Regions from separate parts of the Mus musculus genome. Here all the other regions are linked to region 4. A link is a contact called in public Hi-C, HiChIP or PLAC-seq and promoter capture Hi-C data. All regions are on one chromosome and are shown on one strand. Each heading gives the region's core, a stretch centred on a gene start, on an enhancer-like site or on the middle of the called end of the contact. The rest is flanking DNA. Distances are from core to core; before and after follow the strand shown.

Region 1 (2,700 bases), core at 68-2,567, 1.8 Mb before region 4:
TTTCTAAGAGGCTTTGTGCCTTTAAGAAAATCTATATAACTTCTGGGGCAGGGCCTTGGAAAAAGAAAACCTGTAATTGTAAACTTAAAAAATAAATACGCCCACAGGCTAACACTTGTGCCAAAGCTAAGCTCAAACCATAAATTCTGACCGAGCTCTGGCGTCAGCAGAGTTCCTGTGAACAGCCTCCTGGATGAGCAGGGTACAGTGCCTGAGACTCTTCTGAGGACATGGGTTCCCACCCCAAAGCACCCCCCCCCCTGTCAGCTGCCTTCCCTTTTGAACTGGTTTGGGGAGAATCACAGGACCTTTCTGTAAAGCAGGCTGTAAGAAAATGTTCCAGTCTAATGGGTACTGTGGCAATGATGGTTAAACATTATCAGGATGGTCTGTGGCAAAGACAGCTGCTGCAGTGCCTTGGGCTTCCAGCCGCTTGGGAAGCGGATCAGGCTTAGCTCACAGGGACTCAACCATTGCAGGCTACCTGTCCTCACTCCCAGATCCTAGGGAATTGTGTGGAAATAGAAGTTGGGGGTTGGGGGTGCAGTGTGGTTAGCAAACCAGCTGTGGCATTCTTGCCCGAACAAGAGGGTCTAACCTGGGCAGAAGGACCCAGCAAGCCCAAGGCATTCCATTGCTCTCACTGGTCTGAATAAGCAGTGTGGTGGGAAGGGTAAAGGTGTCTTACCCACTGGGGTCAGCTCTCCCAGATAGCCAGTCCACTGTGATGTGTCAACACTGAGGTCAGGACAAGGGGGTCAGGGGTTGGAATCAATGACTGTCACTCTATCCACACTGACTCCTAGGTTCAGGGTGCCACTCTCCAAACTACACAGCACTCCATCCCACCAAAGTTTGAGAAGTCACGAGAGACAACTGCAACCCTAGATGAACACATTAGAGGCTGGCTTGGATCCCAGAAATGGGCAAACGCTAACTTTCAACACCCACGGAGCCTGAAGCCTGTGTGTGCAATGCCCTCCCTGCTACTGCTACCAAGTGGCCTGAGGCAGCTTACTTTTTTGTACGGTGTGTTTTGGTAGGGCTAGCAAACTCTAGCAGTTAGACCATGGAAGTGTATTAAATAGAGGACTTGAGTAAATACAGAAGGTGATGGGGGCAGCGGGCAGAAAAGGAACGGAGCAGCGTTAATTACTCTGTAAGGGCCGAGGGAGGAGGCACACATCAGCACAGGAGCATAATACCCGGACAGGTCAAGCAGAGTTGTGATTAAGAAGGACATGCACAGTGCTGTCTCAAACAAGGACAGATTTATACAGGGAGGAGTTATTGAGAAGAAAAGCCCCGCCTTGCCCCGCCTCAACCCGCCTCCCAACTAAAAGCTTGGAGGGCCACAGTTCTTGCAGTACTGAGTCCACTGGGCAAGGGCTGCTCACGAAAGCTGCAGGATCTGGGTCCCCCAGACTTCAGAGCTTCGTGTTTCCTTCAGGGGTTTAAGTCAGGAGCCGAAAGCGCACAATATCCGGCTCATCCTATCTTCCAGGATCAGAGCAATGGCAATTTTAGGAAGGAAGGTGCTGGATCCCCCCCTGGCAGCTGCAAAGTCCCCTGGGGCACTGACACTGTTTCCCCAGCTCACACAGTCTCGGCAGGGGCTAGGCCCCCTGAGCTGTAGCTGCTCAGTGCTCCGCCCCAGCTTACACAGCCTTAACCGAGTTCTGGGGAGCACCCTCCTCTCTCTGGTTCTCCATCACCTAGAGTTTCTACCTGTGCTATCATGGGATCCAACATCACTCTCTTTTGGGGGAATAAGCCCGTTTCTTCTCAGGGAGCAGGTGGTAACTCCGTGTTTGCGCAACTGGTGCCGCTCACAGTTAGATTTGGTAGAAAAGAAGGCATCGCATTTTTGACAAGGGAAGGGTTTCTGACCTGAAGCAGGAAAAAAAAATACGCATTTATCTGGCTTTCTACTGCAATGAAAAAGAAAAGTTGCTTTTGATTTACTCTTCTGGGATTGCTGGCATTTGTTCAACCCTCCACCCTTTCCTTTTAAGAAAATAAGAGAAACATACTTAACAAAAAGAAACAGAAACTGAGAGACAATGACTAAAATAATCATTTTCCCTTAGCCTTCATGTAATGGAAGGAGTTGTCATCAAGAGACTAAAAATAAGTTAACAATGAAACCAAGATACATGTGTTTGAAGCAAGACAATAAAAACTGTTAACACCACAACATTTCTAAGGCACAGCAAGCAATACCTAAATGAACCAGAGAAAAAGCACTACTGGATAGCCTGGCAGGTAGAACTGAGAGGGTGAGGAGATGGACCTGGGCGTGTGTGTAGGGGGGAGGGGGGAGGGCGGGGGAGGGGGGGAGCAGGCTCAAGTCTCCCAATGGGAGGCAACCTTCAAGGCCCATATTGAGAAGTCAGAGTGAGCCTCCCTCTAGTGTGGCAAGCAACAAGATTCATGGTTCCCAGGTTTTCATTCTTCCTTTGTATGGGCTAAGGGAGTGACCAACACAGGCAAGTGTGCATCAGGCTATGTACTCTGCTCCACAGAGGCACGAGCAAGGCCAGCCCAAACCCTAGGCCAGCACTACAAACACGGTGATGATGCGTTGGCAGGAGAAGCCCTCTTTCTGTCCCAGGGGAGGTTTCTGCTTTGGCCTGCTTATATCCTTCATTTATTTGCATTGTAAACATTGTGTTTCAAAATGCATTGGAAGCTCCCCTG
Region 2 (2,700 bases), core at 135-2,634, 1.3 Mb before region 4:
CTCCCCTGACTGTGCCTTCATTGTATAGGGATTGGGAAGGGTAGCTGATTGTAAAAAGCCAGCAAGGCAAAATGAAATCCAATTGATAGCAATTATTACATCAGTCTCTAGTGGGGTATCAGGAGAAAAACGAGGAGGGGAAAAACATTCAAGTAGCAACGATGTGAAGAAAAAGCTCCCTGGGAGAGTTCCTCCAGGGAGAGATTGAGTTTCCCTTCCTGGAAGAAGTTGTGCCTTTCACAGAAAGGCAGGAGAAGATCATTGGAGACTTCTGGAGAGGGAGGGAGAGAGATTCCAGGTGTGAGAAGGATTCCTGTGGAAACCAAACTGGGTCTGTTCAGGACTCTGTGATTTCGGAGCTCACAGGGTGGGACAGGAGGGAAAGAAACTTAGAACTGAAACTGAGCAGAGGAGACACCTTATGCAGGAGACAGTGTCTTTCCTTCATGTTTCAGAGGCCTGAAAAGATGAAGCTGAAAGCAGGATGTGTGAGCAATGACATTTTTATGATGTTCCAGGAAATCCTCGTCTTGGCTTTGAGTCTTGCTCGTGGATGCTCAGGATGGGCCACAATGCTTTGGCTTGACTGTCCCTGCTATAAAGTCTGTTGACGCAATCCCCAGCGTGAGATCAGAAGATGTGGGATCTTTAAAAGAGATCTGCCCTTGTGAGTGGATTCATTCATTTATGGACTAATAGATTAAGGAGTAATGGGTTTTCTTGGGAGTGGGTGCGTTATAAAAAAATTTGACTCCTTTATCCTTGAATGTCCTGATTTGTGTCCCCTAATGTGCTGACTTAGGATGTTGCAAAGTCCTCACCAGCAAGGAGACCCTAGATGTGCCCCCTTTTTACCCTGGATATCCCAGACTCTGGAGGGATGGGCTGGGTTTATGCCTTTATTCTTTGGCCACATGTGTCATGTGGTCATGTTTGTGTGTGCAGATGCATGTGCACGTGGAACACATATAATTGTGTGTGCACATGCCTGTGGAGGCCAAGGACAATCGTGGGTGTCACTCCTCGTGTGTCATCTAACTTTTTCCTTTTTTTTTTCTGAGTCAGCATCTCTCACTGAGCTGAAACCCCCTAGGCTGGCTGGCCCGCAGGTCCCAGGAGCCTGCCTGCTTCTGCTTCTCCAGCACTTGGATTATAAGCCTATACTGTCTCATCTGGATTTCCTAACATGGGCTCTGGAGATCAAACTCAGATCCTTAGGTTTGCCCTTTCCCAGCTGAGCTATCTCCCCATCCCTGTTCTTTATACATTGTACAGTAAACAGAAGCAGACCCACATCCCAGCTTGGCAGTCATAGTGTGGCATGGTAACCAGTGGGACATTGAAACCTTTGGGATTTTGTAAACTCTCCTTTCTCTAGATTGCCAGAAGCTAGTTGCCTCCTACACACCCCACACAACACTAGCCATATGGAGTTCCCCCACACAACCCTGATCCTGTGGACAAGATGCCAGAATTTCAACTCCAGTAGGTTTTGTTCTGGTTCAACTGAAAGGATCATGAAGCATCAAAGTCAGTGTGTTAGCATGCCTCCTAACTATGTTAGCATTTGTTAGCATGCCTCCTAACTGTGGCATGTGCCGACACTTTCAATTATGTAAGTCTAGTTCTCTTCTTCTTTGCCTCCTCCTCTTCTTCCCCCTTCTCCTTTTCCTTTTCCTTCTCCTCTTTCTCTTTTTTTTTCTCCTCCAAGAGTTTAAAATCAACTCTTCAACACAATAATACACAACAACACAAAACAAGAAACCTTACCTGTGGAACATCAAGTCCAGGGTTATTGACAGGGCCGGCATAGTATATCTGTTCTGAAAAATATATAGATCACAGATAATGTTATTCATTCATTTAAAACAACCCTCCAAATAAGGTTATCATATCATCTGTGGCCGTAGAGACGTAGATCAAGTCTGGATAATAAAATAAGAGTAGCCATTGATATAAAAGCTTTAATTTCCTGACTTCAAATGGATCTCAGGTGTTGATGAACAATAGTCTCTGCCCATGTACATGTTTCTTGCTTCCCAGTGATGAGGCTGACGGTACAGAAACTTCTGGATGGAGCACTGTCCAGATAGTGAGAAGTGTGGGAAGGAAGCAAGCAGGTCGTGGAAAGACCCTGGCTGACTGAGAGGTCAAGAGTCTAGACTGGTGCTGGAAATACAGGGTGAAATGTTTTGAGATCTGTGGCCAGAAACTCAAAGACACTGCAATAGTTCCAGGAGAAACACCCAATACTTGTGATACAGGTAAGGGCTGGGTTGTAGTCACTTTTGGTTTTGTTTTGTTCTCTTCTCTAAATACAGTGTCTGTTACTACTTATTGCTGAAGGAGCCACATGGCATCATTTTCACTATGTCCGGACACACCGAAGACAGTGGATTATCAGCTGTCCTCTTTTCAAGAAAAGAAAAGCAAAGGATTCAGGTTCCTAGCATAATGGTGGTTGTCTTCCTGGTCATCATACTTGGTGGTGGTTTGAATAAGCTTGGCCCAGGGAGTGGCACTATGGAGGTGTGGCCTTGGAGTAGGTGCGGCTTTGTTGGAGGAAGTGTGTCACTGTGGGCATGGGCTTTAAGACCCTCATCTTAGTTGCCTGGAAGCCAGTCTCCTCCTTTCTACCTTTGGATCAAGATGCAGAACTCTCAACTCTGCTTGCAACATGCTTGCCTGGATGCTGCCATG
Region 3 (2,700 bases), core at 45-2,544, 1.2 Mb before region 4:
TTAAAACTTTTAAAAATCCCCTTTCTGTCTTCTTACTATTCCCTTTCTTGTGTATACAATATGTATTCACATATATAGTCATATATATATTTATTCTTGTACACACACACATATATAAAATGCATTCAGTATTTTTATCCATTCTTCTGAGAATGCTAGTAGCCATTCTTTCTGTACATTTTCTTAGGGGCTTCTTCTTCCCCACCCCTGTTTACTTGCAGGCAGTAGTTTGTGTTGCAGGTAAAAGCAGATACACAGGGTTTGCAAAAGATGAAAGGTTTTTTTTGTTTTGTTTTGTTTTGTGTTTTTGTTTTCTTGTTTTTCCTCCTCCGAAGTAAGAGAGAATAAAAGGCCAGGCAGTGACACAACTACTTTAAGGTAGAAGAGGCAACATTGAGGAGCAAGAGTGTCTGGAAAGTGGGAGGATCTGCTTCTGAACTAGCCAAGTATTGTACAGACACAAAGCTAAAGAGGAGAAGAAACTGAGAAGATCTGCAGTGCAGGAATCAACGCCGGCTCACCATCAAGCGGCACTGCGGTCTCACCTGAACCTTCAATGTGCAGCCAGCCCACTCAGCGACCTCAGGCCACCCTTTCTTCTTAGCCTTGGGTGGGACGAGGGGCAAGGCAGAATGGTGCTTGCTGTCAGTTGTTGGCTAGAGCTAAGGTGAGGGGCAAAGTGTTGAGGGATGCTGAGGACAGAAGTACAGAGGAGCAAGGGAGCTGGCTTTTCTATCCAGATCTGGTAAAGCAAAGAACAGAGGAGTGACTAAGGGAGCCAGGGAGATGCCTCTGAAGATGGGACCCTATGCTTATAGGCAGTGTGAAGCCTGTTCCTTAGTCTTGAAGGAATGGAAACTCAGAAGAATGCAAGCGGGCTCTGAACACACAGATGATTCTGCAGTTGAATTCCGGAGGGAGAAACACCTCGGGGAGGGGCTGTCAAGTGAACAACTTAGACGGACCCAGGAAAGATCACATAAGGAGTCCTGCTTCAAGACTGTCAAAGCCATTGGGTCTTTTAGGTTTAAATTCAATTCTGCAATGGGGTGAAATGTAAGGTATTAGTTTTAGGAAGGACCCTTGCTTACTTGGTGATTCACCTGTGAATAACAGCAAAACCCCAAATCCGAGAAACAATGCATCAGGCAATACTAGATCCGCAGCCAGCCAGCATCCCGCCCCTCAAGAAAAAAATTGCAGACCATGACATCATTCCTCTGGTCTCCCCACACCTGCTCGAGTCCCTCGATGATACCACCAGATGGCGATGTTGGCCTAAGTTGTAGTACATTCTCTAGTCCTGGGAAAGCCTGACCTGAATATAAAACTTCCCTAATCACCACATTTGATTCCCCAGCAGAACAGCACAAAAAAACCTACTGCGGATTCCAAAGAGGCCAACATGGCATCTCACTACATTGCGTGGTCCGCAGACCAGACATCGGTGCATATTAAAGTGTGATTGCAAGAAAACAACTTTAAAATTCAGAGTCCAGGAGTGGCCCCCCGCTCCCCCGCCTCCCGCGCCTAGTCTCGCTTTGCGCTCCCTACCCCCACCCACGGTCCAGCAATCTCGGACGTGAGGCTTTTCTGCAGCCGCAGCGGCATGGCTGGCAGTGTGGCGCGGAGGTGGCAAGCTCTAGGGACCCACGCAGCGTCTGTCTGTGCAGTGCCCAGATGGCAGGGGCTGGAGAGGCCTCCAGAAACCTGCAACTCAGTAGCATTTCCCCAACTGGATCTCTGTCATCCTCCCAGGCCACCCCAGCTCAAGAGAACCTACCCCATCCAGAACTTCAGGAGGCAGCTTGGGGCCAGCAAAGGTGGGAGGTGGTGGCATGAAAGTAAGGTCTAGTTAGGATGACCAGTCTCCAGGGTTAGAAGTTTTATAGCTTACAGGGCTTCCACGATCCCAGGTGCCCACCCAATTGGTATTGCTTCCACTAGTAGGTCGCGCCTTGTGTAGGACAGTGTATGATGGGCAAGATGGACCGCAGGCGCCTGCTAGAGAGTGACACTCTGGCTCCCAGTAGCTTGCACCAAAAGGTCCGATGACTGTCTCTGGTCCCCAGCAGTCAAACCTCGGTGGTACTTCTAGGCCTCATAGGCGCGTGCTCATGGCGCACGCACAAAGCCCAGCGGTGCAGTGCTCCCCGGCAGGCCTGGGCTGGCCCCCTCGAAGCGACCAGACGGTGTCTCACAGCGGGCTTGTCCCCGCCGAGGTCATCTGCTAGGCGCAGCTGGGCCGCGGAAAGTAAGAAGCTGATGAATTTTTCATCGCGATTCCCTTGGCTGTCGATCTGAAGGCAGTTTCTGGGGCAGCAGCCTTTAAGGACCTGTCTGTGCCAAGGGCAGCCCCTCCCCCACCGCTCTAATTACTGATAGACAGGAGAAGCTGGTCCCAGGTCCCCTCCTGCTCCTCCAGGGCGTGTCCTGGTCCCTCTGGCTTTGTTTGATTTCTGAGCATTGGGCGAGTGGGAAAGGAGGGATGAGGAAGAGCGCCTGTCTAGTTTAATAGCATGTGTAGACAACCTGCCTGGAAAAAGGAACACAGAGGTGCTCAGCTCTGACCTCCAGGAGTTTGCAGGGATCTGCGGGGATAAACTCACAAAATGGAGATGAAAGAGTCTAATGTGGGCCAAGGGCCGGGCTAGTGGGGCTGTGAGTGAGACCGGGGCTCAGGGAGAGACATGGGGAAGG
Region 4 (2,700 bases), core at 117-2,616:
GCAAGTAAAACTCAAAATATTAATGGATCCCATTAAACTTGAGTCAGTGACCTGATCAAACAAACAGAAAGGGAACAAAAGGCAAGTTCTGTTCCATTTATTTAAAAATTAAATTTGAAATTTAAAAATCTATTTTGACTAAGACAAAAATCAAACAGGGGCTTAAGAGTGTTTTTATAAAAGCACTGTATCGTCAATACCTTTGATTGCCACTACATCAAGACGAGTAGGTATACTTAGATTCAAGGACAACAAGTTGCAAACATGTGATCCAGAAAAACACAGATTGTTTCGAATAGAGAATGAAAGCTTGATACACCAAAACAAATGATAAGGCATGGTAAATTGACTTCCGTCTTATCGTTAAAATGACTCTTTGCTGTATTTAGGGACAGAGAATTTGCAGGTAGTGGCTTGTTGCACCATCTTAATATAAAACAATATTCCAAAACTAACGAGTGAGTTCCAAACACAAGAACCAGAATTATTCGAAGCTTCTCTTCGCACAGTCCTAAGATCAAGGAACAACCCAAAAACTTAAGTACTTTAGTAAGCTGGTCCGTGATAGCTAAAAGCTGAGAAAAACCCTCTTTTTGCCTTGGGTCTGAAATGATGTCTAGGAAATCCCCTAAAGTCCTAAGGGTTCCCTTATTAATCATGACATCTAATTTATTTATGTGCTTGTTTGTTTATTTATGTTTACGCACTACAAAACCGTGCTCTTAACAAAAACAGTAGTGCATCCCACACTTTTAATCCCAGCACCGGGAAATCTGTGACCAGGAGCTCAAGGGCAGTCTGGACTACAAAACGAGACCCCGTCTCAAAAACAGGAAAGAAAAAAAAAAAAAAACAGAAAAGAAAAGAAAGAAAAAATAGTAAACAAACAAAAAATAGTGTAGCCCCTTAGTGAAGATCCCGGAAATGGAAGTCACAGCCGAATGCAAAGTGCATAACAGTCGGCGACCTGACACCTCTACTCTGCAGCAAGGCCAGCACTCACCCAGCGTACGCCGGGGAAACCAAACGCGGGCGTTTCGAAGTCCGCAAAGCGGCCACACACTCACTCCGCCGTCACTGAGCTTAACCTCTGGCTACCGAGACGCTGGGCGCGCTGGGCGCCGCCATCTTGACGGGAAGAGGCCAGGGCCCTAGGTCCCTTGAGCCGCTCGCCCAAAGACAAGCCGGTGCGCCAGGAAGTCGCCAGCTAGTTACCTCCGCACCACTGGCGCTGCGTCCCCCAGTCACGATGACACTGATAAACTCAGGCTGCCAACCAGACGGATCCAAAGCAAAGTCACCCTCGTTTTCGTGCACAGCAGGTCAGGCAGCGCCAAAGACAGCCGAGCCGGGCAGGGGCAGGGCTGGGGAGCGCGGCTCGTAACCCAGGCAACGGGGCCTAGGCAGGTGTAGGGGGCGTGGTGTCAGGAGACACCGGGATCTCGGCCACGCCCCCGGGCGGTTCGAAAGGCGGAGGAGGCTTTGAGCCCTGGTGTTCGAGCCCGCGACTGTCCTCCCGAGGAGCGAGCCTGGGGCTGGACGGCTCGGCCTCCTGCCGCCCGAGGAGCCTGTGAGGAACGCGGAGCCTCCAGGACACGGGCGCCACCCCTTAGCTGCCCGCCGCCCTGCCTGCGGCGCCACCTCTCGCGCAGGACGCGAGCCAGGCCGCGCGCGAGCCAGGCGGAGCCTCTCTTCTCCTGCCTTCCAGCGTGCTTTTTTTTTTTTTTTTTTTTTTTTGCATCGTTTGACATTTGGGTTCAGTTAAACTTGGGGCTTCTACGAAGAAGGACCTGTTTGGTTTTGTTGTTAGGGTGTTTTTTGGTTTGTTTGTTTTTGTTTATTTTCAACATGGCAGCCTCCAGCCGCGCACAAGTTTTAGATCTGTACCGGGCGATGATGAGAGAGAGCAAGCATTTCAGCGCCTACAATTACAGGTGACCCGGGGGGAGGGCCGGGAATCGGGTGCCCAGCTCTGTCTGCGGGGGTCGCGGATCAGGCGGCCACAACCTGTGAAAGTGACAGGCTCCACTCCCATGACGCGCACGTGCAACTGTCCACCCCCAGGTGTGACCCTCAGAGCCCTGGAGGGGAGGAGCCAAGGACTTGCCCTTCAAATGCTGGGATACCTTCCCTGAACTGACACCCACATAGGGGCTTTAGGACCATTAAACAGTGTCCTGTTTCTGCGGTACAAAGTGATGAACGCGAAGCTACCAGTGAGAAGCTAGGACAAGGAAACTTAGGGCATACCTATATCTTGCCTTGAGATTACAAGAGTGGAAGCAGGCAGTCTAGACCACGTGGACACAAAACTGAAGGCTTGCTCTAGGGCCCCCTTTCATTTCACTAGTGTTTTAATTCGTGACGTTGGTTCCAAGTATCAGATACGTTCTTACTAAAGGATGGTGGAGAGGGGCTACATATTCATGTTAAAGGTAAAATGAGTTGCTAAGCCTTTAAAAACTGAATTCTTAGTTTATCCAGCCTCGCCAAACTGAAATCTTACTGCTAGATCCTAGAGTCTAGGACCTATAACAAGAGGACAGGAGCATCAATTCTTCAAAAACATTTAAAACTTAAATTTATTTTAAGTTATAAAATGTATGTTAATGAGTTACTATGCGTGCACCTCACTTAAATGCACTAAAACTTACATTTTTAACTCTGCCCCATTTCTTTCCTTGCTTGGCCTATTCCCCT
Region 5 (2,700 bases), core at 20-2,519, 2.0 Mb after region 4:
ATAACTGGGCAGGGAAGAACACTAAGAAGCAACAGGCCCTGTGGGGATCACTAGAAACTCAGTATCATACTCTGAATTCATCTCAAAGGGTCTTTAGCAGAGGAATGGCAATCCCTGATCTATCTTATTGTTTTATCTTTTTGCTTATATGTAGTGTGTATGGTATGCATGCATACGTGCATGCATGTTCCTAAATTTGGGTGCATATATATGCATGTGCCCCCCACACAAAGTGAGCTCATCCGAGGGTAAGGTAAGTCCTTCATCCAATATGAGTGGTGTGTTCAAGGAAGAGATGAGGACAGGCAGTTTAACTCAGTGGTGGAGCATTTGCATAGCACATGCAAAGCTTTGGATTCAACCCCCTATCCTGGAGATGGAGAGGCTCTGGGCACGTGACCTGTGAGAGAAAGAAAGGCCAAAGACAGCCAGAGAGCACTCAGAATAGGTAGAGTTGCCCATACAGAGATGAAAGGTCACAGAAGGGGAAGGTTTGAGTTTGTTGGTCAAGTACCTATCAGACACTCAAATCTAAGCTCCAAGTTCAATACAAAAGTTGTCTAAACCCAATGTAAAATGTAAAACGTAGCACGCGCACATGTCAGGAAGCTGGTGCAAGGAGAGCCGATGTTCTGGTGAGCTCAGAGCTCAGGGGCTGGGATGAGTTCCCTTTAAGGTGGTCCACGTGTGGGTTGACTCCGGGGTTCCCGCAAGTCAAGAAGCAGCCCTAGGAGACTCCAGCCTGAGGTGTTCAGAATAGGACCCCAGGGCACACTGAAGCTCCTCAAGAATGTCTCTCAGGGCCGCATGCGACCAGCCTCACTCCCACTGGTCTCTCTCCTCCCAAACCCTTCTTAGCGGTCCCCACCCTCTACCCCAGATCCTTCACCTTGAGGTCCACCGGTCCCCCCAACCCCACCCCCAACTACGGCTAGGCCCCGCCCCCAGATCGCCATCAAGTTCCTGGCCCCGCCCACACTCACGTAGCGGCTGCACATGGCCACTGCGAGGTTGCGTAGATGCGGCGTTGCTCCCACCCACAGGAAGAGCGAATCCGTCAGCCGCATGACATGAAAGTGGACCAGCTGCTCCCACAGCCTTGCACTGAAGTTGTGAAGCGACACGTCCGCGTCCGCAGCGGCCCGAGACTCCTCCATCCCGCCAGCCACCGGGCCACAGCACCGAGACCGGGCAGGCGCGGGCTCCCAGACCAGAGAGAGCGAGCTCCGAAAAGCGGAACGCTCTTTCACTTTCAGATGCGCGCGCCGAGGTGGGGTGGGGCGAGCATGAGTGGGCGGGGCCTAGAACAGGGCCTCCGCCTGCTCTAGCCTGGTACCTTCAGCCTCGCCTAGGAGTCTGCCAGCGATCTCTAGGAACCCACTGAACTACCTCTGTCCTTTTTCCTTCTTCCCAGGAGCGCATGTTAGTGGACTGAAACCACTCTCAGCATCTTCCTTTGCCCAGACACGGACACAATTTGAGCGCTTTAGCAGCCACCACCTCCCAGGCCCACCTCTGCAAGTCTCTAACCTAGCTAACATAATTTAACAGCAATGATCCTGGGAGAAAGCTGTAAAAAAGAACTGCATAGACCATGGCGGGAGGACAGGGTCTTCAGAGACAGGCAGGCACACCCTGAGCTGCTATCATGTAAAGCTCGGGTCTTGATCTAACCCTTTAACTTCTCTGTCTCTCTTTCCTCGAGTACAAAATGGAAATATGAGTAGGGAGCCTTTAAGATTTGAGAAAGAATGTGAGAGAGGGAAGCCCTGTGGAGGGTGGTGATATATCTGCCCTGGGACCCTTTAATTTTAATTACTGGGACACTAAAGTGTTTGGAATGAGTCCCTTGGTGGGTTGAGAGGCGTAAAAACTTGCCCGGTTTGTCAAGCTTTTTACAGTAGACTTGGAGACTCTAGGAACTGCAAAGAGTCTGCTTAAATTTCCTGTAACTCTTAGTGGATCAAATTGAGATTTAAAATGTGATGTGATTTGAGTATGGTTTGGGACCCTCCGAGGATCCACTGTGAGATGTCTTAGTCCCCAAGGGAGATAGATTATGGAATATCATGGGAGATCAGGGGATAGGCCCTGTCTGGAAGACCCAAGTCACTGAGGAAAAGGAAATATTCCTGTGATAGAGCTCCTGAGGTATTACTATAAAAGCAACAAGCCCAGCCTTTGTGGTTAATATTGTTGGGGGTTGGGGGGAGGGGGTTACTACACCCCCTTGTTACCTTTAAATATCTATTGGGGGTTTCTACCCCACTTCAGACCATATCATTACCAGATAAAAGATACAGAAACATTTAGATTTATAATAAGCTTAAAAGCACTAGAGCTAGGCAGATATCAGCCCTCTATGCTATATTACCTATTTTCTTATGGTGATCCCAGAGATGTCACTGGCCATGTTCAGCCTGGGCCATTCCTACTCCATCAGGCTGGTCCTCTTGACCATGTGCCCATGATCTACCAACACCATGGTGACCTCCTTCCTTCTTCCTCTCTCTTCCACCTCATCCTTATCTCAGACCCCAAGCCCAGAATCCATTTTTCCACCCACTCTGTTCTGCCTAGCCTTGTCTGTAGGCATCTTTATTGGCCAATCAGGAATAAGTTGGGGGGCAAGCTTTACATCATTTGGTACAGGAGGATCTCATCAGGAGGCATCCAGATTTGGGGGGACCAGCACTTAGC
Region 6 (2,700 bases), core at 89-2,588, 1.2 Mb after region 4:
TTGGACAATAAGCTATCTTAAAATCCTATCTGTTCTCTGCTAAGCCCAATTGTCACAACCACAATGCAACTTTCAAGCATACTTAATAAAAACAAATTCTCTGTCAAGCTGAGTAAAGTAAATGACAGGGGAACCCCAAACTAGATTCTCAGCAAAGAAACCAAGCTATCTGTCACAAGTTGCTGGAAACGGTATCAAACACTTTCCTAAACAGGCTGAAAACATAGATAATGCAGATGTAACTGGGGGGTGGGGGGTGGGGGGGGTTGCTGTTGCCACCCAGTCTTCAGTGGTATTCTCTTTAAAGTTAAGCTTTCCTCGCATAAACGTGGGAAACAAAACACTGCTCTTCTTTAAGCAACAGCTAGTCCTTTTGCTTATTCAAGGATGTGTTCTCTTGGCTTCAAATACTTCTATAGTCGCTTAATTAAAAACACAGATTAGAATGATTTAGAAGTAGCAACGATTCCTAATACTTCTCCCATGTCCCTTCCTAAAGGCAAAAACAAACTAGGGCAAAAAACTGCCAGGCCTCAAAACCCAGGTAGTCTACCTTACTTTGCCTCAAGTTTGAAAGTTAGAAATAAGCTACCAATGGACAGAGAAATACCGGGTTGTGGTTGGAAGGAAGAGTAAAGGGCAAAGGACTTCGCTAGCACAATTTCCGGGACAGTCAAAAGTGTGACCCTAGCACCCCCGTCTCTGCTTTTACCATCAGCAGGATCGCAAGGATAGCATATGCGTTAGGAAAGCGGGGCTTAGCCTGCCGGCCGCCACTATTCCTCGGGTCTCTTTAGGGAAGGAGATCACCGAGGGTTGAGATCGGAGAGCTCCACGGTCCCCCAGGGAGGTGCAGGAAGGCGCGACCTCAGGGCAGCAGCAGCCACCACGCTAACTGGACCTGTAGAGGCCGCTCGTGCCGCCGCCTCCCGGGGCAACGACGGACAGCAGGCCGCGCTGCCGGCACCTCAACAGCCGCGGCCCCACCGGCAGCAAAGCCCAGGCCGCTCCCACGCCTCCCGCCGCACCACCCACGGCGCGCGGCAAGGCAAAGTTTGGCTGTCGCCGTTAGGCCTGAACTTTCCCGCCCGTCGCGCAGGTCGCCGCCGCCGCCGTCCCCCGCATTGCCGGCCTGGAGGCCCAGCTCCGACACACCCGCGCGGTGCACTTACTCAGCTTGCTCCCGCAGGGACGGGGGCTCCGTGGCGGCCATCTTGAACTTCCCGACTCCTCCGCGATGCTGGCGGCGGCTCGGCGAACCGTGGACGCCAGTGGAAGCGGAGGAAGAAGGGACAGGCAGCCGCGCATGTGCGGAGCACGTAGAGAAAAGCGGCACTCGGGAGTCCGCGCTAAGAATCCGGATAGAAAAACTCGGCGTCCGGGGGCGGGGCGCGGAACGTAACTTCCGGGGCTAGGGGGCGGGCCGTGGGGAGAAGAAGGCCTGATTCACTTAGAGCGCTGGTTATGTGTGTAAGTGTGAGTGTGTAAGTGTGTAAGTGTAGGGACCTGCTGGAGACAGCAGCAAAGAAAGGGGTCGGGTGCATTGCTGAGAGCTGATTCTCCATGTGATCCAGTAGTGGGTGAAACCTGCTGTGTCTCTCCTTGTTGCTGATTGGCTAGCGGAGAGCTCGTAGACCTGGCCTAATTTAAACAGCCAGAATATCTGCCAGGTCCCCTTTTGACCTTCTGTTCTTTATGGTATGCTTTATATGGGAATTAAGTTTTCTGTTTCTGGGAGGAATACGTTGGAGATAATGGTGATACTGAAATAAGACCGATTTCCGATTTACAGACACCATTCTTCACAGAGTAAAATAAAGCACTTCTAAGCCCGGACACACAAAATAAATGTAATAAAAATGCTCTTGTCGGGCAGTGGTGGCGCACGCCTTTAATCCCAGCACTCGGGAGGTAGAGGCAGGCGGATCTGAGTTCGAGGCCAGCCTGGTCTACAGAGTGAGTTCCAGGACAGCCAGGGCTACACAGAGAAACCCTGTCTCGAAAAACCAAAAAATAAATAAATAAAAAATAAAATAAATAAAGCACTTCTAAAGGAGCTGGTGCTGGAAAACTTTTCCATGGAAGATTTTCTTTTTCACCCAAGTTCATTTCCACGCTATTACGAATTGGAGAGCGAAATCGATGCCTAAAGGCATCCCAAGCTGTTACTGTTAGCAGATATTGAAACATTAGCTTACTCGTGCAGGAAACGTTTACAAAGTGACAGACCAGACAATTACAATTCCTTGGGTTTTTTTTTTTTTTTTTTTTTTTTTCCTCTTCGGGGCCCTGGTAAAGGAACCGCCCGACCCATAGCCGCAGTTTCCGCGGATCAGGACGGAAGTGAGCTCTGCACAGCGGAACCAGCTTCCCGGAAGTCTTTTGGCCAGCCGGAGAGACGCATGCGTGCTGGTGGCCAGAAGAAAGCGTGGGCGTGTTCAAAGCTGCGGGCGGTGGTTGTGGCGTTAGAACTGCGGCGGGCAGCTATGGGGAGGCCCTCCCAGTTCCCTGCTCCAGCTCAGCTGGTCTCCGCCTCCCGATCTCAGCCCCGACCTCTCCTCTGCGGCAACGTCAGCACAGCGGCTTGCCAAGATTGCGTCTGAGCGTACCCCAAGATCCCTCAAGTAGAGGTCCGCCTTGTTCGGTGACACCGTGGAGACCACGGCGCCGGCAGACAATGCAAAAAGTTGAGGCTTTGGA
Region 7 (2,700 bases), core at 187-2,686, 1.3 Mb before region 4:
AGAACTAGAAAATTTACCATGTCAGTGCCCTATATTCCTTGTCTTAGGTTCCAATTGCTATGATGAAACACTACGACTCAAAACAACTTGGGGAGGAGAGGGTTTGTTTCATTTTATACTTCTAGGTAACAATCCATCCTAAGGGAGTCAGGACAAGAACCCAAGCAGACCAGGAACCTAGAAGCAGGAACTAATGGAAGGCCATAGAATAGTGCTGCTTACTGGATTGTTTCCTATAGCTTGCTCAGTCTGCTTTCTTATATGACCCAGGACCACCTGCCTATGAGTAGCATTGCCCACAGCAGACTGGGTCTGTCCACATCAATCATTAGTCAAGAAAATACCCCACAGGCTTGCTTACAGGCAGATCTTATAGAGGCATTTTCTCAATTGAGGTTCCCTTCTCTCAGATTCATCTAACTTGTGTAAAGTAGATAAAAAGCCTACCCAGCCCACACACCACGGGTGAGCTGGTGCTGGTTCAGGAGACTCAGCTGTTGATTAATTTGGACCTCCTCCTGATGACAGGATACCTTGTCTACAGATTATGTTGGAATGATCTGGAGTTTTAAGGCAAAAACCAGGAAAAAGAATTTTTAGGCCTTGAATTGTGCTTGTGAGTTCTCAGAGCCTCATACTTTGGGAGGAGATGGTGGCAGAGAGAGAGGGAGAGAGGGAGGGAGGGAGAGAGGGAGAGAGAGAGAGGGGGAGGGAGAGAGAGGGAGAGAGGGGAATTATTTTTAATTTTAATTGTTTTTGAGAGAGGTTTTCTTGACCTCACTTTGTGGCTAAGGATGGCTTTGAACTTCTGATCCTTTTGTGTCCACCTCCCATGTGCTGGGGTTTCAGGTCTGTGCTACCACACCTGATTTATGTTGTGCTAAGGATCTAACCTAGGGCCTTGTGTATGCTAGATGTGCATGCTATCAGCTCAATTACACCCCAGCTAATACCCGCTGGCTGTTTGTAGGGTAAGGTGCCCTGGGAATACTTATGGTCTTCTTTGTGAAAACCACAGCCCTACTTTAGAGTCCATAGCTGTCCAGCCACCGTGGTTACTTTTCCTCTAGATGAATTATTTTCATTTTGGCTCAGCGAGTTCTACTTTGAAATCTTCCCCTCCGCATGCAGCCAGACTTCTGACCCCCTTGTGGGATTTCATTGACTAGGGAAATCTAATGTTACTGACAGCTCAGAACCATCCCCTGTGAGATTGCAACGAATCATTACAAAATTATCAAATAAGACTTCTCCTGGGTTGGATTAATCACAGCCTTCCCCTCATGCCTCTCCAGTGGTTTAGCAATGTGGTCATTGCCAGTCTTTTCATTTTCAACAGCAAGCCGGTTTTGAAGTAGGAATGGTTTCAACACATGAGTCGTTGACTTCTGGCCGCACTGGTTCTCTTCTGGGTAAAGGCTATGCCAAATAGGGGTGGTTATAAAGTTGAGAAACAGTGACAGTCATGTCCCAGTGAGACGAAGCTTTGATATGAAGCAATGATCTGACCTCCGAACAGAAAAACTCATATCTTGCTCTGGGCATGTGGGCAAGCGTATGGTCTAGGGAGTTCATGGCGGTTTGGTTTTCACAAGGTCATTTTAATCAAAAACACAAGGAGCTCGAGGCTCCTTTGGATTATATGTAGCTACTTGGACTCTTGACATGGCCAGCAGAAATCAGAAAAACAAAACAAAACAAAACCCAAAACCTGTTCTTTTCTCAGTAATAGTTGCATAGGCAGCAATGGTCACTCACAGATGGCTACATCCTGGTCCCCAGAGATCCTGTGAATATTATGCCATCTCACGTGTCAAAAGGGACTTTGCAGATGTAATCTCTAATTAGGATTTTGGAATGGGGAGGTGGCCCTGGGTTACCTAGATGGACTAGAAAATGAGAGGGAAGAAGGATCTGAGGGGAAAGAGGAGAGGTCATGTATAGATGGAGGCAGAGCATGGAGAGGAGCCAAGGAACACAACAGCCAGAGACTAACTGGGTAAGAGAGCGACTTCCCTAAGCTTCCAAAGGCATACAGCTCTCCAGATACTTGGGATTTAGATTCGTGGCATTCAGACTCCAAGAGAACAAACCAGTGCTATGAACTGCACATTCCACGACAACTTGTTACAGCAGCAGTAGGAAGACATTACAGAGGTCTTGGATTAAAGGGAGGAGGACCCAGGTAGTCAGCCTGAGATGGGGCCATGAGTGGTAGCTTCCCCAAAGGGGCACTTTAGCACCATGACACAAACATATTCTAGGATTTGAGCCCAAGAGAAAATATTAGGGTTTGAACTGGGCCAGGGAGTGAGATTTCTAATGCAAGCTATACCAACGAGTTCAGGATAGACAATTACAAGCAATACAAAACAGTATGAAGCAGTAGGTCAGATTTGCCTGGTAGGACATTTTGCAAAGATCCCATCAAATATGACTGCCACCAACCCCCTGTGGCCATAAGAGCTTATACTGTGGCCAGTGCAGGTTTTAATTTACTTTAAAAAACAGTTTTGAATGACCATGTATGTCTTGTGATTATTTTGCTGGACAATGAAATTCTGGGTCAACATTGACAGAAATACATGAGTCACATGGGCCACTTAAGCTTTTCAGGTGGCCATATTTAAAAAATGAGAAGGAAAAAAGTAAGATTAGCAAAATATGTTGTTTAACTCAGTAATTTAAAATATTACCTTT

What was found. Promoter capture Hi-C pulls out the DNA fragments that hold promoters and counts their contacts. A called contact is a pair of places that touch in the nucleus more often than the background predicts. HiChIP or PLAC-seq counts read pairs in DNA pulled down with a chosen protein or histone mark. Capture Hi-C pulls out chosen DNA fragments and counts their contacts.
Region 1: a contact with region 4 is called in a promoter capture Hi-C map of liver, with 2.3 times the contacts expected there. The contact joins the enhancer-like site here to the promoter of Fars2 in region 4. A contact is called at or near these places in 5 of 39 promoter capture datasets (the 3T3-L1 cell line, 3T3-L1-derived adipocytes, liver and 1 more) and 3 of 115 datasets of contacts at active chromatin or transcription factors (embryonic stem cells, kidney and pro-B cells).
Region 2: a promoter capture Hi-C map of hippocampal neurons shows a contact between it and region 4, with 3 times the contacts expected there. The contact joins the enhancer-like site here to the promoter of Fars2 in region 4. A contact is called at or near these places in 6 of 39 promoter capture datasets (the 3T3-L1 cell line, the C10 cell line, hippocampal neurons and 2 more) and 5 of 115 datasets of contacts at active chromatin or transcription factors (astrocytes, embryonic stem cells, epiblast stem cells and 2 more).
Region 3: an H3K4me3 HiChIP or PLAC-seq map of embryonic forebrain shows a contact between it and region 4, with 6 times the contacts expected there. The contact joins the enhancer-like site here to the promoter of Fars2 in region 4. A contact is called at or near these places in 16 of 39 promoter capture datasets (the 3T3-L1 cell line, 3T3-L1-derived adipocytes, the C10 cell line and 10 more), 1 of 15 datasets of contacts at CTCF or cohesin (stem cell-derived epiblast-like cells), 13 of 484 Hi-C or Micro-C datasets (the 3T3-L1 cell line, the C2C12 cell line, Sertoli cells and 9 more), 31 of 115 datasets of contacts at active chromatin or transcription factors (DN3 thymocytes, the NIH/3T3 cell line, the SCID.adh cell line and 24 more) and 2 of 9 other capture datasets (liver and macrophages).
Region 5: a contact with region 4 is called in a Hi-C map of CD8 T cells, with 7 times the contacts expected there. The contact joins the promoter of Psmg4 here to the promoter of Fars2 in region 4. A contact is called at or near these places in 1 of 39 promoter capture datasets (pre-B cells), 2 of 484 Hi-C or Micro-C datasets (B cells and CD8 T cells) and 1 of 9 other capture datasets (liver).
Region 6: a contact with region 4 is called in a promoter capture Hi-C map of liver, with 4 times the contacts expected there. The contact joins the promoter of Prpf4b here to the promoter of Fars2 in region 4. A contact is called at or near these places in 3 of 39 promoter capture datasets (embryonic stem cells, liver and pre-B cells), 5 of 484 Hi-C or Micro-C datasets (CD4 T cells, CD8 T cells, neutrophils and 1 more) and 2 of 9 other capture datasets (adipose tissue and liver).
Region 7: a contact with region 4 is called in a promoter capture Hi-C map of 3T3-L1-derived adipocytes, with 5 times the contacts expected there. The contact joins the enhancer-like site here to the promoter of Fars2 in region 4. A contact is called at or near these places in 5 of 39 promoter capture datasets (3T3-L1-derived adipocytes, the C10 cell line, cranial neural crest and 1 more) and 4 of 115 datasets of contacts at active chromatin or transcription factors (astrocytes, embryonic stem cells, large pre-B cells and 1 more).

What each region holds. Positions count from the first base shown.
Region 1 is chr13:37,940,733-37,943,432 of GRCm38.p6, reverse strand. Rreb1 (ras responsive element binding protein 1) reads right to left here. Exons shown (of 12, transcript NM_001177869.1): 10 at 1,729-1,890. Among named protein-coding and RNA genes, the nearest start is that of Gm52041, 24 kb to the left of the region's middle. Within about 2 kb of position 1,317, at least 34 of the 459 cell types and tissues checked have an H3K27ac peak or open chromatin away from gene starts, as enhancers often do. A contact at or near this core is called in 3T3-L1-derived adipocytes, kidney and liver, where this site is marked.
Region 2 is chr13:37,414,620-37,417,319 of GRCm38.p6, reverse strand. Ly86 (lymphocyte antigen 86) reads right to left here. Exons shown (of 5, transcript NM_010745.2): 4 at 1,771-1,823. Among named protein-coding and RNA genes, the nearest start is that of Gm4035, 19 kb to the left of the region's middle. Within about 2 kb of position 1,384, at least 8 of the 459 cell types and tissues checked have an H3K27ac peak or open chromatin away from gene starts, as enhancers often do. A contact at or near this core is called in hippocampal neurons, where this site is marked.
Region 3 is chr13:37,311,310-37,314,009 of GRCm38.p6, reverse strand. No RefSeq gene overlaps it. Among named protein-coding and RNA genes, the nearest start is that of Gm40913, 21 kb to the left of the region's middle. RefSeq lists an enhancer at 200-2,700. Within about 2 kb of position 1,294, at least 95 of the 459 cell types and tissues checked have an H3K27ac peak or open chromatin away from gene starts, as enhancers often do. A contact at or near this core is called in the SCID.adh cell line, SST interneurons, bone marrow-derived macrophages and 11 more, where this site is marked.
Region 4 is chr13:36,116,309-36,119,008 of GRCm38.p6, reverse strand. It overlaps Fars2 (phenylalanine-tRNA synthetase 2 (mitochondrial)), which reads right to left and starts at 1,366. Exons shown (of 7, transcript NM_024274.3): 1 at 1,004-1,366. Lyrm4 (LYR motif containing 4) reads left to right here and starts at 1,652. Exons shown (of 3, transcript NM_201358.2): 1 at 1,652-1,934. The coding sequence starts at 1,849.
Region 5 is chr13:34,161,533-34,164,232 of GRCm38.p6, reverse strand. It overlaps Psmg4 (proteasome (prosome, macropain) assembly chaperone 4), which reads right to left and starts at 1,269. Exons shown (of 3, transcript NM_001101430.2): 1 at 984-1,269. The coding sequence starts at 1,157.
Region 6 is chr13:34,874,167-34,876,866 of GRCm38.p6, reverse strand. Prpf4b (pre-mRNA processing factor 4B) reads right to left here and starts at 1,338. Exons shown (of 15, transcript NM_013830.3): 1 at 1,173-1,338. The coding sequence starts at 1,213. Gm36839 (a long non-coding RNA gene) reads left to right here and starts at 1,627. Exons shown (of 2, transcript XR_382181.1): 1 at 1,627-1,698; 2 at 2,299-2,700.
Region 7 is chr13:37,398,252-37,400,951 of GRCm38.p6, reverse strand. All of the region lies in intron 3 of Ly86 (lymphocyte antigen 86), which reads right to left. Among named protein-coding and RNA genes, the nearest start is that of Gm4035, 36 kb to the left of the region's middle. Within about 2 kb of position 1,436, at least 21 of the 459 cell types and tissues checked have an H3K27ac peak or open chromatin away from gene starts, as enhancers often do. A contact at or near this core is called in 3T3-L1-derived adipocytes, where this site is marked.